2 separate regions of the Triticum aestivum genome follow, and region 2 is linked to region 1. A link is a contact called in public Hi-C data. All regions are on one chromosome and are shown on one strand. The core of a region is the stretch at or near the end of the contact, and the rest is flanking DNA. Distances in the headings are between cores, read along the strand shown.

What was found. A called contact is a pair of places that touch in the nucleus more often than the background predicts.
Region 2: a contact with region 1 is called in a Hi-C map of leaf, with 3 times the contacts expected there. The contact joins the promoter of LOC123107796 here to the enhancer-like site in region 1. A contact is called at or near these places in 2 of 5 Hi-C or Micro-C datasets (both in leaf).

What each region holds. Positions count from the first base shown.
Region 1 is chr5A:579,636,446-579,639,893 of IWGSC CS RefSeq v2.1, reverse strand. No RefSeq gene overlaps it. Among protein-coding and RNA genes, the nearest start is that of LOC123107794, 7.7 kb to the right of the region's middle. Within about 2 kb of position 1,898, at least 2 of the 8 cell types and tissues checked have an H3K27ac peak or open chromatin away from gene starts, as enhancers often do. A contact at or near this core is called in leaf, where this site is marked.
Region 2 is chr5A:579,694,080-579,697,527 of IWGSC CS RefSeq v2.1, reverse strand. LOC123107796 reads left to right here and starts at 1,776. Exons shown (of 1, transcript XM_044529709.1): 1 at 1,776-2,621. The coding sequence starts at 1,864. The coding sequence ends at 2,367.

The sequences.
Region 1 (3,448 bases), core at 649-3,148:
GCTGCTGCAGCTCCTCCGGCTGCTCCGCTCCGGCCTCCTCCGCCTCTATCTCTGCGTCGAGTTCGGCGAAGAGCACGTCGGACTCCACCTGCAACCGCCGGAGGAACACCCGGCTGTCCTCCACATAGGACTCATCCTGGATGGACTCCAGGATGACCTGCTGCTCCGCCATCTCGTCAGACTGGGCGACGACGAACTCTGCCTCCGCCTGCTCCATGTTGAAGGTCGGCGGCTGCTGGTCCGGCTCCTCTACCTCCTCCACTTCCATAGCGCCAGCTCCTCCTCCCCGTCCCCCCCGGTTGCTCCTCCTCCAGCTCCGGCGAGTCCTGATGCAGCCCGACAACTATGCGGCCGCGCACACGCTTTTCTCACCCACGGCAGCATGCATACTGTACGTGCGATGCCTCCAGGCAGAGTCGTTGCTCTTCCCAGTGATGACCATGCGATGGAGGAGGAGTGGCCTCTCTCGTCAGGGCTGGCGGCGAGCGCACTCCTCCCGCTGAGCATAAAAAGGGCCGAGAAGAGGAGATGACGTGACGGCGTGAGGGCGAGCAGAGGTGGCGGCACAGCAGGGAGGCGGGGGCGCGAGGGCGAGCGGAGGTGGCAGCACGGCGGGGAGGCGGGCTCGGGCCTAGGGTTTGGAAGAAGAGAGAGAGGTGAGGCGGGAGGAAGGAGGAGAGGGAGGCGCGGGTGCGGGAGAAGGAGGCTGCGGCCAGGTCTCCCTTGAGCCGCTGCAATATATACCTATAAGTGAAATGACGAAAATGCCCTCGATGGGGCATGGAAACTACACGCGGTGGCACGAAATGGGAGGGCACTATCCATTGCTAAGCGTATGTTTTTTATCCGGCGGCTGAGATTCATCCAGAGCGAGATCCGACGGCGGAGAACGCATCAATCAAACAATCGGACGGCCGAAAGTTGCCAAACTCTCCCAGCGTCCGACGGGTGCTTCGTTTCTTCTTTTTTGATGCTCTACGTTAGCATGGTATGGGCCAAGCAAAGGCCATTTCGGTAAGAGGAAGACGACATGCAAACACCTTTTCTCAGCTTTTCTATCCATCCTCTTGCGCCCGACATGGCCGGCTCCCGTCGCCCGGGTACAGCACGCAGCACTGCTGCCGCCCGCCCGCGAGCCAATGGGCGTGGATGGTGGCCGGGGCGGATCGGTCGACGTCTCGTGACCGTGCGCTCGCCGTCGCAACTTGCTAGTACTGCTTGATATTCCACGAGCTGACAGCGGCAGGCCAAGGTGATGCCCGCCGAGGTTCATCCCGCCATGTACCTGACGGGTGATGTGCCCGACGAACATATTCGTTCCGGCCCGGGGTCCGGATAAGCGCACTAGAAAGAAGGCCGTACGTCTTTGAGACCTCTGTCTCGTCGGGTCCGGATCCAATGCCATGCTATCTGAGACGGAACGTCGAGTTTTGTCGGAATAAAATCTCTACGTTGGTCGACGCCAACAGTTTGGATCGGCTTGACGAGCTGAATATATTCTTGTACAAAACGTATCGCGCGTATGGATAAGTAGAGGCGGCCGGCCAGATCAGTATACGAGACGGCAGCACAGTTAAAAGTGATAGCCTGATACGACAGTGGTGCGGATCGAGCGAGCGGCGGTGGACAGGCGAGTCATTGTCAGCCATTGCTTTAGTATAAAGTACGTAGATAAAGCAAACTACTTGACGTGCACGCACCGGCCCGTTGGAAAGGCTGGGTTTATCTGAAGTGGATTTTCATCTCGATCATCGCATTTCTACGTGCTATTCCTCGAGGCTTGAGTAGTGGCTCAGCTGGCACGTACGAAATGAAGCGCCTAGCAACAGCGGGGAGTTGCAAGGAGCAGGTGGGCTGGGCTGGCGGGTGAAGCCATGAAAGCTCAACTCATGTAAGGCGCTAGGCCCGTCTAGGTGTGGTGGTATGGTATAGCCCATGCCGTCGCGGGGTATTCGCGGATCTGCCACTGGGAGAGTGATGCACGCCGCGCTCGTGTAATCAGGCCTACTAAACTGATTTTGAATCTCTTTTTCTGCATGTGTCTATAGGGTTCTATGCACACAACTCAGTTTAATTAATGTGAATGAACAGATGTCGTACGCCCTGCATGTTGGGCGCGTGAAACAACGAGCGAGACGAGTAGGCATGCACCGGTTGTTCTGTCAACTCTTTCTTCTACCCTCACAACCATCGGTGCATGCATGAAACGAGCAAAAAAAGTACTACGTACTATACCAGCTCGATTAGACTAGACCAGCGCGGCCGGCCAGCTCGTTGCGAACTGGAACCCAAATGAAATGAAACCACCGACTGTCCTATACACCAACCCAGTGTAGCTGCCGTTTTCAACCGCAACGATGCAGTGCTACTAGTACTACTGTGCAGCTGGAGCGGGCGGGTAAGCAGTACTCTCCCTTGACAAAGACGAGTAGGAATCCTTTTGTATAACAGCAGTGCTACATGCACGACACTGGCCGGACGACATGCAGACGATATAACATATCCCACCATCAGAGTCCAAGGCAAAACATCTCCAGCGGTTGGATTAGCTGCCGTCCTCGTGTCGTTCACTGGAATTGCCGTGTGTGTAGTAGTTTCGTTTGTATAACTGTTCTCAAATTACAACTGCATCGGGTGAGCGTCTCCGGCGGCGCCGCCCGATCTCCTTCCTCCAGCATCCCCTGCTGCCGCCGAGACCAGATCCGGAACCACCACGGCGCCTTCTCTCTTCTGCCCCTCGAAGGTCCGCCCCCCCGCAACGGCTGCGTCGCTGTCTGCTCAGGCGCCCGTGACGGCCCAATGCTCACGGCGGCCGCGCCGTCTTTGGCGGCCCCTCCGACTACGGCCATCACGCTCGTTGCGGCCTCCCTCGCCGCCCGCAAGGCCGATCCCGCCGTTCAGGGATGCTTCTCCACCTCGCGCAAGCTCCCGTGCACGCCATCGGTGCCGGCCAGTCTGCCTCCTCTGCCAACCGTCCCCGTCCTCCTTGTCGGCGCCTCTTCCGGCCGGCCGACGGCGCCCTCCGGCCTCCTCTGCTCGTCACCAAGCTCCCAACCGCCCCGGCCTGGTATGGATCGGGGGCCTGTGTCCCCGCCGCCGGAGCCACGTTTGTGTTCTGAGGACGTCATCGTGGAGGGGCCAGAGACCATTGACGGGTCGCCGACACAGCTGGCCTGCCTGGGCGGCGGCCGACCACCTGTTGCCCTGTTGAGCTCCAGCCCCTGGTCTCTGGTCCAGACGCAGATGCAGACTTCCTCGTCGGGCCGGATGCGACATGCGTGGGACTCGTGGAGAACGCTGCAGGCTGGAAGCTTGTCCAGTCCCGCAGTGCACGACTGGCACCTCAGCCATCTTTGGCTTTCATGCCTTATCAGCGCCCCCGGCCGCCCGCGTGGCTCTGGAATAGATGTTTTCGTTGCTTCGGAAAAGGTCATCGAGCGGCCGAGTG
Region 2 (3,448 bases), core at 527-3,026, 58 kb before region 1:
GTGCGTACGAATGGCCGCAAGGAATCCTATGCCTAAGTTTAGAAATAACTGATGCTGAGAAAGAAAAAGAGAGAAACGATTTGCAGATCGATCATTTCTCTCTTTCCTTTTTCTCTTGCGGGAACGCTTTACCTCTTTCCATTCTTTTTTTTGAACATTACCTCTTTCCATTCGAAGGACGCGCTATATATAGAGAGAGGGAGATTCTAGTACTTTAATTCCCCCCTCGGTTGTAAAAGTATATAGCGTGTAGATTTTATACTAAACCCTAAACTTCATTTAATTTCACTGTCAAGAATATAAAAATATACTATTAATTTTATCACATAAATATAAAATCGTGATTTTTTTAGGGCTTTATCTCGTGATATTTATTTGACATTGCATATACTCCCTCCGTTCCTAAATATAAGTCTTTTTAGACATTTCACTAGAAACTACATACAGATGTACATAGATATATTTTAGAGTGTAGATTCACTCATTTTACTCCGTATGTAGTCCATAGTGGAATATCCAAAAAGGCTTATATTTAGGAACGGAGAGAGTAGTACATACTCGTAGTATTTTTCAATAAATTTGGTTAAGTCTTACAAATATGGACTTTTCAAAGAAAAACATAATAATATTTTAAAACGAGATATATCTAAAACCCCAGGTTACTACTGTCTATCTTTTGAATATGTGACGTTTCTTAACAAGTCCTGCATTGGCGCCTCATGATAGGCGCGATGTTGGTACTTTGCGCAGGAGATCCAGGAAATCCATATCCAACATGGCGGAGAAAATGGCGCGAAGTTGCCAACTTTGGCGGATCCTCCGCCGATTCTGTGATCCTGCATGCAAGCGGCCCCTCCCCCACTGCAATCATCAACCATCATCTCCTTTTCCCCGTTCCGTTCTTCTTCCTCGCCGTTTCCTCGGCTTCCAAAAGCTCCTATCTAAAATACCCCTAGATCAAAAAACTAAGCGCCTTTGCTTTGCCCAATGATGCGCAGCACACACGATCAAATGATCTCGCCGGCGAAAAAGAAGCATCACACGACACAATGTAGTAGTAGCGCTTCACTTCGTGCTTGGGACTTGACATGCAGTGATCCCACTCACTCGCCTTCAGCTCGTGAGATAAAGCAGCGCTCTGCTCCTGTGCACGCCCGTCCTCTGTTTCTCCCGCACGCACACAGTTACTACACAATGTGTTACCACGTCAGCAGCCACTGAACCGTGGGCCGCCGCAGTGCCAACGTGCCATGCATGCGGCACAGCTCCGCACAACGCGACGCTGGTACAAGTAGGTTATATAGACTAGCCACAATGAAAAGTAACATATACTAGTAACATACATATTTTTCTAGACTATGTTATTATCTTTATAGAGGGTAATAACTTAAGTGTGGAAACATGTAAAGATTCATTTATTATGTTATAGACTTATATTGCATTAGGACATGTGATGTTACAGTAACTAGCTAAATTACTACAACTAGCTCTCTCCTTATTAATTCGTTGTCACATAAGCAAATTTTCTGGGTTGGACCCAATGTTACTAGTGAAGTTACTCGCACTTGGCTAGTCTGAGGTGGTGTACTCTACCAGACGGGACGTCCCTAGGTACACGTCTGCACAGTGCGCGCATTTACGCGCGCGCCCCGCATGCAAGCTGTCCCCAACAACCTCCAGGTTGGCATCCTCCTCCTCCGCCGCGACACCGCCCGGCGGGTCGTCGCCCCCTATATATACGCTCACGGCTCACTCCTCCCCACAAGACACAACCACCGCCGTGCGCGCGCAGCTCGAGCTCTGCTCCTCCCTTCACCTCGGATTAATAAACTTCGGCGCCGATTTTTACTATAATATTTTACCATGGGCGCGTGCAACTCGTGCGAGGCGACGGCCGTGGCGGCGGTCACGGGGGCCTCCGCGGTGGGCGAGGCCACGGCGGCAAGGGTCGTGCTCGCGGACGGCCAGCTGCAGCGGTTCCCCGGGGGCACCCGGGCGTCGCAGGCCATGAAGGCCGCGGCGGCTCCCGCGGGCGCGTGCTTCCTGTGCAGCGCCGACGGGCTCGAGCTCGGCGGCGCGGTGGCCGCGGTGGTGGGCGACGAGGAGCTGCAGCCCGGGCAGCTCTACTTCGTGCTGCCCGCGGCGATGCGGCGGCGGGCGCTGCAGGCGGAGGAGATGGCCGCGCTCGCGATCCGCGCCAGCGCCGCGCTGGCCGGCGACCACGACGGCCCGCTCGTGTTCCCCGACTCGGCCAGTGGCGCCCCCGCGGCGAGGAGCGGCGCGAAGGGCGGGTCCCGCCGGCGGTCGCGGAGGGCGCCCAGCCTCGGGCGCGACTTCGTGCCGGATCTCGGCGCCATTGCCGAGTAGCCGCTGGCCTGGCCGGCGAGATGGATCGACCGAACCGGACGCGCGGCGGGCGGCGAGGAAAATAACCCGAGTGTAGAGTTACGTGTAAACTAATCCAGTGGAGGGAGATTTGGTTTGACTAATGCTAATCTAGTGTAGTTGGGGGGGAGGCTAAACAAGCTCTGCTTAGCTGTAGCTACTGCCGCACGTTCCAGTGTAGTGCGCATGTTGTACAAGAAAGACGCGTAGGCACATTGCATTGCGTATTTTTTTGATCCTGATTCCGTCGAAGGGCCGTCTGAAATCTGGACTGGACGCCATGGTCTCCCGTGTGTGGCTGACGGGTGGGTCCCACGACGCTTAATGTCCAGCACTGCCGCCAGAATGGGGCGTTCTTCTGACGAAATGACGTGCCGAACGGCCAGATCGATGCTTAGCCATGCGCCCATCGTATTAAAGCCGTTGGTAAATGGAGTGTATTTTGGTACGCCTACGCGTTAATCCGGTCGCTTTTTGCGCCTTTTCTTTTAAAAAAAAGCTCGGTTGCTTTCTGCATTTGCCCCTGGTATTTGTGGTGGTGCCTTGGGAGGGAAGGAGAAGCGCGGGGAGGTAGTGTGGGCTAAGCAAAGGCCATTTCGGTACGAGGAAGACGACAAGGGGGGACCTTTTCTCAGCTTTTCTGTCTAATCCTCTCGCGCGCGACATGGCCGCCTCCCGTCGCTCGCCTACAGCCCGCACCACTGCTGCCTGCCGCCACTCGTTCGTGGCCGTGCGCTCGCCGGCGCAACTTGGCAAAGCAAGATATTCCACGGATGAGCTGACGGCGGCAGCCGAGGACGATGATTCGTTTTCCCGGGGCCGGCTTTATTATCTCGCCATGCACCCGGCGACTGGTCGATGTGCCCCGCGAACAGATTCGTTCGTCCGGATAAGCGCAGTAGAAAGAAGGCCGTACGTCTTTGAGACGTCGCCGGGTCCGGATCCAATGCTATGCTATGCTATCTGAGGCGGATCTGTTACAGGTCCGGCGTCGAGTTTTGTCGGAATAAAATCGCCTCTACGTTGTTCGTCGATGCCAACAGTTTGGATCGGCCTCACGGAG